Regions from separate parts of the Drosophila melanogaster genome. Here region 1 is linked to region 2. The links are chromatin contacts, called in public Hi-C maps. All regions are on one chromosome and are shown on one strand. Each heading gives the region's core, a stretch centred on a gene start, on an enhancer-like site or on the middle of the called end of the contact. The rest is flanking DNA. Distances are from core to core; before and after follow the strand shown. Region 1 holds the start of MTA1-like (Metastasis associated 1-like). Region 2 holds the start of DhpD (Dihydropterin deaminase).

What was found. Hi-C and Micro-C count contacts between places; a contact is called where the count stands out from the background.
Region 1: a contact with region 2 is called in a Hi-C map of the Kc167 cell line, with 5 times the contacts expected there. The contact joins the promoter of MTA1-like here to the promoter of DhpD in region 2. A contact is called at or near these places in 3 of 107 Hi-C or Micro-C datasets (the D17-c3 cell line, the Kc167 cell line and the S2 cell line).

The regions. Positions count from the first base shown.
Region 1 is chr3R:5,646,585-5,651,394 of dm6, reverse strand. It overlaps MTA1-like (Metastasis associated 1-like), which reads left to right and starts at 2,657. Exons shown (of 13, transcript NM_169086.3): 1 at 2,657-2,898; 2 at 4,180-4,341. The coding sequence starts at 2,871. It overlaps Sec23 (Secretory 23), which reads right to left and starts at 2,330. Exons shown (of 5, transcript NM_169089.4): 1 at 1,735-2,330; 2 at 426-1,675; 3 at 210-363; 4 at 1-141. The coding sequence starts at 2,013.
Region 2 is chr3R:4,226,856-4,231,303 of dm6, reverse strand. DhpD (Dihydropterin deaminase) reads left to right here and starts at 2,066. Exons shown (of 5, transcript NM_141182.3): 1 at 2,066-2,259; 2 at 2,316-2,576; 3 at 2,670-2,824; 4 at 2,883-3,156; 5 at 3,212-3,917. The coding sequence starts at 2,161. The coding sequence ends at 3,769. aux (auxilin) reads right to left here. Exons shown (of 13, transcript NM_164317.3): 13 at 3,786-4,448. The coding sequence ends at 4,443. It overlaps CG14641, which reads left to right. Exons shown (of 1, transcript NM_141183.4): 1 at 1-525. The coding sequence ends at 318.

The sequences.
Region 1 (4,810 bases), core at 1,408-3,907, 1.4 Mb before region 2:
GGTCTCGTCGGGCGAGTTGTTGAAGACCTGCAGGAACTGCGAGCGGCGCAGGTGGTACATGAATTGCGGGAATAGGCTGAAGTTTTGCGACAGCCTGAAGCTGTTGGGATCGTCCTTTGAGTACTCGCCGAACTTTTGGCACTGTAAAAGGAAAGCATTTACAATACTAATTAATTGGGCACGAGTAATTTTGCACATTGAAAACTTACCAGACGAATCAACTGACGATCGACCCAGCGCAGAATGTCGGGTCCTTCGTCAGTCTCCGCACGATAGACGACCATACGGGCCATCAGAACTGCGGCGGCCTCCTGATCGAAGCCAGCGCTGATGTGGTGCACGTTCGAGGTGGCATCGGCCCAACTGAAAAACAAACAGATTGAACCACGTAAGTAAACTCTGGGCTGATTTATGCCAACACATACTTTCTGGCCAGTGTGGTAACTCGGATTCGCCGCTGTCCACTTGGGTGCTGGTACTGCGTAATGAACTGTATGCAGCCACGCCCGCCCTGCGGAATGGGGGCTGCATGCTGGTTGACCACCTCAAAGAAGTAGGCTACGGTGGAGCTGGGATTCAATGTGCACAGCTTCCACTGCACCGTGTTGCCCATGCCGATCTCCACATCCGACACCGACGGGCTCTTCACATTCAGCGACACACACGAGCCGATGCCACCGGAGATCTTCAACTCGCGCGAGCACTTCACCTCCAGCGTGGCATTGAAGGCCATCTTCAAGTCGTTGCGACCATCACGTGCGAAGACGCGTTGGAATGTCTGCTTGAAGAGCGATGAGTTGAACGAATCGCCCATGACCATGTGGCCGCCAGTGGAGTTGCATAGCTGCTTCATCTCCAGCAGTCCGGTTTGGTCCAGGGCACACGAGTATATGTCGACACTATGCCCGTTGGTGGCTGCCCGCAATGCCAAAGCATCATAGTGTTTGATAGCCTTCTTCATAAACCGCACGTTGTCCTTGTGGATGTCGTGATGCGAACGAATCGGGTGCTTCAGCTCGTCGTCGACCACCTGGCCGGGGCCCTGGGAGCAAGGGCCACCCACGAAGGTCATAATGCGACCGCCCGTATTGGGATAAGTGCACTCCAACAGGCCCACCGCAATAGATAGGGCGGCACCAGTGGAGCGCAGGTAACGCTTGCCCTGCGGCACCGGCCAAGGATCGCGTTGCAACTCGCTAAGCAGATCGCCCAGCGCCGCGTCGCACTGGCCGATCGGTTGCAAGAAGCGATGGGCGGGCGGCACAGGGGCCGCCGCTCCAGCCGGCTGGCCGGGCAGGTGCTGCTGTTGCTGCGGCCCCGGAGCCGCTCCACGCCCAATTCCGAGCATATCCTGCACCTGCTTGGCAGTCAGGTCCTTGGTACCACGAAACACATAGCTCTTAGAGCAGCCTTCCGCGCCCAGCTCGTGCACCTGTATCATTTTTCCGAAGGTTATCAGACCCACGAGAGCGTTGGTTGGCAGCAGACTTAGCGACATTTGCAACGAATCCTTGAGGGCGTCCAGCTCCTCCTCGTCCATGCAGGTGTCAACCAGGAAAATGAAGACGGGCGGCATGGTGGGGGCCCGTGTAATAGTATACTCAATAGTGCTGAATCCCGGAATCAGCTCCGCTGGTTGGTGCTGCTCGGAAATGGCAGCATATTGAGGGGGAAACTGGAATAATGACTGTCATAAACTGCCGCAGAGAGTCTAAAGATCACCATTGAGCTCACCGGATTGCGCTGAAAACAGAAGTTGCACACCCACAACTTAGCACGGTAGTCCACCTGGCACAGTGGATTCAGGATGGCCCTGCAGTTGCTGCGAGTGCACAAGACCGGCTCATATTGAATAGGCGGTAGGTCGGGGCGCTCCTTCAAAGGCTGGTAAAGACAAGCTAGGGGCACCACCAGCCGACTGGCTTCGATGCGACTTGAGGGCCACACATTCCACGTCAGCCGCACTCCGTCGCGGTCCTCGTTCTGCTGGATGAACTCCTCGTAGGTGGTCATCGCCGGAACACTTAAATGTAATACTTAAATCGGAAAAACCTCTGTTAGACCTCTGCCAATTGGAAAAATCGGTCGGTCAGGCCACGTCACGGATTGACAGCGAGTCGTGACACCTTTCGTGCTGGCGACGGCCAAAATACTCACGCGAAAGTAAACAAATTCGCGAGATGAGTCTTTAAGAGGCTCTTCAAATCAAAGCACTCACTCTGGAAACAATTTATACAAACGTACAAAACGTAGAAACCTAGACTACGAACTATTACAGAATTTTAAGTGCAAACGTTGCATGTTAGGGAAGACAGTTTTCAAGCGATACTATCGCATGCGCCCCATGCGATTGAATGAATGTTTTAATATGAGAAAAAAAGGGTGAAAATAAATATGTTTTGAAAATGATAAATAAAACAAGGTTCGCCCATAATTTTTTCAGTTAATTTTCTTAATGATATATATTGTTATTCAAGAAGTATATATAATATAAATAAATATAAATCGTATTCCTAGAAAAGCCCCTTATCGTTTTTCTTATCGCCCCAACTAAATTTTAACATTAAGTTTTTACCCAACACCCCATGTATCGATTGCTATCGATGGCCAAACTATCGCACCGTGGAGTGCATCCCTGGTGCAGCTGTTTACTCGGCATTGTGTGTGTGTGCGTGTATTTTTTAGAGTTGAGTTGTTTCTAAGATGGCGACGAAAAAAACGCGTCTTCTTATGTGAAAAATGCAATCATAACAACTCGAGTTTTCTGCTAATAAATGTGCGCTAGTTTGGAACAGGACCATTGAAAAACAGTGCTAAGCGTGTGCCGAGTGTTTTGCATGTGAAAGTTTTGGTGCGGTAGCGTAGTGAAAATGGCCACAAATATGTATCGAGTCGGAGGTGAGAAAAATTTTCGCGTACTCGCTTTTCTATCATCTTTCGTTATCGGCGCCGCCGTTTCACGGTGTGCGTGTTCGCTTCTGCATATGTGTGTGTGTGTCCAATGTGTGCGTATGCGTGTGTGTTGTGTCTGAGGAGGCTTTCCAACAATAACGAAAGTGCATTTTAATTGCCGAAAACCCTTTAGTGGGAGACCCGACGCACGTGTATGTGTGTGTGTGTGCGTGTATTATCAATCTCAAGAACAATCCGTCGAAAAGGAGAGACCTTTTCTATTTTTTTTAACTTCTTTGAAGGAGCCCCCTGCTGCTCTTGTGTCGCAGCTGCAGCAAGTGTTTTCGACGTGTTCCAACCGATAAGCATTAACTTATGCCCTAAGTGTATGCGTGTGTGTGTATTCTAGGGCTGGGGAACTGAATTGCATTTGCATTTGGATTTGGTTTTGCCGAATTGTGATCTCTCCAGCGTGTGTGTTTGTTTGACTATGTGCGAAAGTGTATCTCACTTTTGGGCTCACCGCCCACCCGCCTTTTTGTGTTTTCATATGCTAATGAGCTTTTGAGCATCTCCCCCCATCTCACGCCTCCCACTCCTCACCCTGCCTGACGCACTTTCTGTTAGCCATCTCGCTCGCGCTCGAGCGGTGACGTTATTGTGTTGTCTTCACCTGATTTTCGCAAGTGTGTGGGTGTGTGTGCTCTTTCGAAATGCAAATAAGCTCGGTCGGATACGCAAGCTTTCAATTAACGGAATCAAAATAAATATTAATGGCATATATACTTGTCGAATTATCTGCTCTTTATCGCCGAGAACTTTTTGTCTCCATCGGCGTTTTTTGTTAGCCGTTTTTAATGGCCACGCACACAGTTACACACCTTCGGCAATGCTTTCTCGCTGCCTCCACACTTTCTTTTTCATCTCTCTTCATCTATCTACCCATCTATCTGTGTATCTGCATCCCAAAATGTAGCAGAAGTGCACACGACGTTTGTATCTATGTATGTATGTACATACAGATAAACGGAATTTCTTTTATTTTTTATAATAGTCAACGACAGGTTCCGCTGCAGTTGTTGTAGGTATAAAGTTATATGGATGGATAGACCCATATGTATTTAATTGCGCTTTAGCTGGTAGTGGTGGTCGCACTTAGGTGGATGCGTGTATAGGTGTATGTGTGCGCTTACCTGTGACGTATTAATGGAGTTGCAGCCCCCCACCCTTCCATGCCCTTTTCTGACCCTTTTGCATCAGCCACCTCAAAAACTGTTTTTTTTTCAGACTATGTTTACGTTGAGACAACGCCGAACAGTCCCTACTTAATACGACGCATCGAGGAGCTGAACAAAAACCAAACCGGCAATGTGGAAGCGAAGGTCATGTGCTTCTACCGCCGCCGGGATCTGCCCAATCCGCTCGTGCAATTGGCCGACAAACACCAACGTGAGTAGAGAAACCCTGTTCCCTCGAAACCGCATCCATATCTTGCGTTACGTTACCTCTAAGTGTGTATATTTATTGTCAACAAAGTGAGGTTATGTTGCCAAGAGTCGTTGTCGTGGCCTTCAAACAAGTTAAGAGTTAAAACCTGACGACCAGATCTGCTAAGCACATGCCCACCACAAAACAACAACAAAATGAACCCGTAAGGGGCACCACTGTGTGCGCTGTGTCAAGGCATGTGGAAAGCGAAGCCACCCACCGAACCACCCAACCTCCCACAGTGCCACCCCATCCCGCAATCCTAGTCAAACTTCCTGAGCAACAAGAACCGCAATGACAACAACTGTGAGGGCGGAGCGAAAACGGATTTCGTCCAGCATCCGACTCATCCACATAAACAGGCAGTGGAACCTTCAAACAACCTGCCACATCAACTGGCAGTGTAACCACTCTACTTCGAACCAGAAGC
Region 2 (4,448 bases), core at 817-3,316:
AAGACAGACAGACGCTTCGACTTGGCCGGCATTCCACCGCCTAGCGCGAAGCCCAACGACTACTTCAATCTTCGCCAAGAGCAAATCAATGTCATGCCCGCCGGCATGAAGCTGCATCAGTTGCCATCAAATCTAGTTCCGGCGTCGGCTTACCAAATGTATGGTCAGCCTACTTATGCAGCTCCCTACGGAAACGCCACTTCCACAGCCCTTTCTTCCTCGGGTGTCAATTTGGATTCCATATCGATTCCTCCGCCACCGGGTCAAGTACCGTATCCAAGTCAGGACGCCAGTCGGATGGGAGCTGTTAAAAAGTAGGAAAACCCTGTGGTCTACAATGGTTCCAATTCAATAAATCATTTTTATAAAATTAAATACAAACTTTTTAAAGTGGTCAGTTCCATAAAAATGACTTAATATTAATAGAATTTATCCGTATGGACGAAATTGTTTTCGATTCGAATTGTTAAGAAAAAACACCAAACAATTAGAGAGGAGAAGATAATAATAAATGATTTAAACTCTAAAAAAAAAAAGAAAAAAAGAACAAATTTTCGTCACAAAAGCTTATATCAAAACTTTTGTACATATGTATGTTGATGTGCGTTCGTCACTCGTTTTTACCTTTAATAAATGCTTTTCTTTGATTTGGACGATATTTGGGATTAAAAAAAGTACACCAATGCACATGTACATATGTAAGTTCATTCTTCAGTATTTATAGGGGAACTTAACATTGGGATTATGACTACCTCCCTGCATTCCATTCATTCAGATTTCATCAGCTCATTACTGATCATTAAAAATCTCGATCAAATTAATCACAGGTTAATTTGTATTAAAAAAAAAAACCATGACCTGAACCTATGTTCTAGGAAATCATCGCATAGCGCAAAATCAAAATCACGCATAAGCGCTATAAATGATAGCTCAATTCATCTCTCTACACCTCTTTTTATTCACTTAATCCTCTATCAATTTTAATGAAAAAGTGAAATTTCAGTCATTTATTAATAAAAATGTATTTTCTTAATTAGACTTATTTAAATTATGCATAGGATTTAAATTTAAGAATACAAATACATATATATGTATGTGAAATTCCAGAGTCTTTGGCGTCCTGTCCTACGGAGTTAGGACCAGCTTCTTTTCAGTTCACATGTCCGATTTACCTTAAGGTAAAATAATGTATAATTATGTATACAAAAACGAGTTAAACCAATTTACCTTAAATTATCGTTTCTGTGAGTAGTGTTTGTTGCTTATTGTAAAATAAATCCATTACCTGTAATTATTATTGAATTAAATTCCAAAATATTTACAATTTTTTTTTAAAACAAGCACTCAAAATCGCGTCTACTTCTCACAAAAGTCTATAGGCAAGTGATCTGCAAACATGTTCTATGTACATTACAAATTTAAAATTTAAATTTAAATTTGCAATTAAATAAAAAATCGCATACTGAGACCTTCGGTTAGAAATTAAAAAGCGATGAATTTGTTTTCAAAATCATCGCTTATTCCTCGTTATGATTAAGAACATTAGCATCGCTTTAAAATTTTAAGAGAGAGATGATGTAATATTTTTTAATAGCGATGAATTGTGGGACTACAGGGTAGGTAAAGGTTACATATGTACAGGTGCGAGCAGTGCAAATATGTTTATTCTAATGAAATCTTAGACTAACTGTAAATTATATAATGGCTATATTTCTTTTACCCGTCACTCTTACTCTTCTTTACTTCCAGAAAGGGGGTTTTGTCTTAGCTAAACATATGATTAATGTATTCTATGTTTTTTCAATATTCATTCCAATATACAATTTTACAATTAATGGTTTTGCAACAGCTATTTTGAAGTTAATTATTGCTTGTTTTGTAGTTTTTACCGATAAATCACACGTGTGCAAGCGATCGCTTATTAAAACAGTAATAAGTAATAATATTTAAAGTAACGACCAAACGATTGGGAATAATCTTTCCAGCGATTTAAACCTTGAAATAAAAAGTAAGTGTCATCCCCGTATGATTATGCGCACATTCGCAGGGCGACGCGTGCACCTAGGCGAGAGTTTTAAAACTTGTTCAGCGGATCTTGATCATTACATTCTCAAGTCTGTCGTACAGCACGTTTAAGCCCGCTGATAGTAAATCAGAGCAATGGCAACCGTGTTTCTTGGAACTGTCGTGCACACCAAGTCGTTCAGCGAGTTTGAGTCCTTTGAAGGAGGATTCCTGGCAGTGGACGACGCTGGCAAGGTAGGCAATTTAATGCCCAGAACAAAACAATGAGCAATGAACAATTTCGCTCACAGATAATAGGAGTGGGACAAGACTACCATGCGTGGGCAAGCAGCAATCCGGCCCACGCCAAGGGTCTGACCGAGGTTCACCTGTCGGACTACCAGTTCCTCATGCCGGGCTTCGTCGACTGCCACATACACGCCCCGCAGTTTGCGCAACTGGGACTGGGACTAGACATGCCTCTTCTGGACTGGTTGAACACATACACTTTCCCGCTGGAGGCGAAGTTTTCCAACCACCAATACGCCCAGCAGGTCTACCAGGGTGTGGTCGTAAGTAGTACTTGGGAGCACACAAACGTCTTATCGATGGGTCGCACCGGCCGTCTATTTTTATTAGCTGATAATGATAATATTACACCCCAGGAAGCAACACTGCGGTGCGGAACCACTCTGGCGTCCTATTTCGCCACCAACCATCTGGAGTCAACGCTGACCTTGGCGCGGGAGGCGGTGCGTCAAGGCCAGCGGGCACTGATAGGCAAGGTCTGCTCCAACTGCAACAGCCCCGAGTTTTACGTGTAAGTACAGAGCGTGACGGATTTGGTCTGGTCAACTCAATGTTGTTGCTCTGCACAGGGAGACTGCGGAAGAGTCGGTCAGTGCAACCCTGGCTTTCGTGGAGGGCGTGCGGAAGCTCGGCAGCCCGATGGTGATGCCAACGATTACGCCCCGCTTTGCCCTTAGCTGCAGCAAGGAGCTGCTAAAGAGTCTGGGCGATATAGCAAAGCGATTTGACCTGCATATCCAGAGTCACATCAGCGAAAACCTGGAAGAGATCGAGATGGTAAAGGGGATATTTAAGACCAGCTATGCCGGAGCATACGACGAGGCTGGACTGCTAACGAATAAGGTTAACTCTTTTAGGTTCCAGTATGTGTCCTTTCTTAACCTTTACTACCTTACAGACTGTACTGGCTCACGGCGTGCATCTGGAGGACGACGAGGTGGCACTTCTTAAAGTCCGGGGGTGCTCGGTAGCCCACTGTCCCACTTCGAACACAATGCTAAGCTCCGGTCTGTGCGATGTCCAACGGCTGGTGAGCGGCGGCGTGAGCGTAGGTCTCGGCACAGACGTTTCGGGGGGAAACTCCGTCTCGATTCAGGACGTTCTGCTCCGCGCATTGGACGTGTCAAAACACTTAGACTTTTTTAAGAAGCAGAACATCCGCGGGACGGGTGTGTCCAAAACACAAGATTTCAATTACCATCAGTTGAAGTACAAGCAGGCGCTCTACTTGGCCACTTTGGGTGGCGCCAAAGCGCTGTCCCTCGATCACTTGACCGGAAACTTTGCTCTAGGGAAGGATTTCGATGCTTTGTTGGTGGATGTCAGCGTCGTCGATAAACCCTTGCGGAGGCTGAGCGTCGATGAGCTGGTGGAGAAGTTCATTTACACAGGCAGTGACCGCAACATTGTAGAAGTTTTCGTGGCCGGCAAGCGTATTAAACAGGGATACCAATGAGTCACAGAGCAGTTCTACCTTTAACAGTGGCATTTCACAAGGAAACGTATAGAGAATTTATTTTTATAGTGGCAAACATTAAATGCTGAAACGGAATTTAGATAACCTCTAATATGCTTATTTATGTACACAGCTAAAAAGTAAAAGCAAATGGTTTTTTACTAGTTTTACATTTTATATTCGGAACAGCTATGTACAAATGCCATACTTTTTGCTTCCATCACTTTATAGATTAATCATATAATCATATATTGACTAATCGGTCAAGGGCATACCGCAATTAATCTAATTACAGCGAAAAAGTGTATATTAATATACACGAATAATTGATCTCTATTGTTTGATGGATAAGGCGTGAAATCATTGGGTAGTCGCCGAAGTCTGAAGGCTTTGTTCTTAACTTTCCGACGTTATTTTTGGGCGGACTGTTGTTGGATGCAATGGGAATGTTGGATTCGGGTTTTCTGTTACGCAAATTAAGTAGAATGTCCTCGGGCGTTCATAATTTTTAAAGTTTGTTTGAGCTATCTAAATTGCATACGCATACATATGCCAATACTTCAACTTTAAAGATTAAAGCTCACACTTTTACATGAATTTACATTAGATTCAGCTAAGAGTACGAAAATACGGGCTAACTGTGATATATATATATGTAGATATAAGACGCGTTTTACGC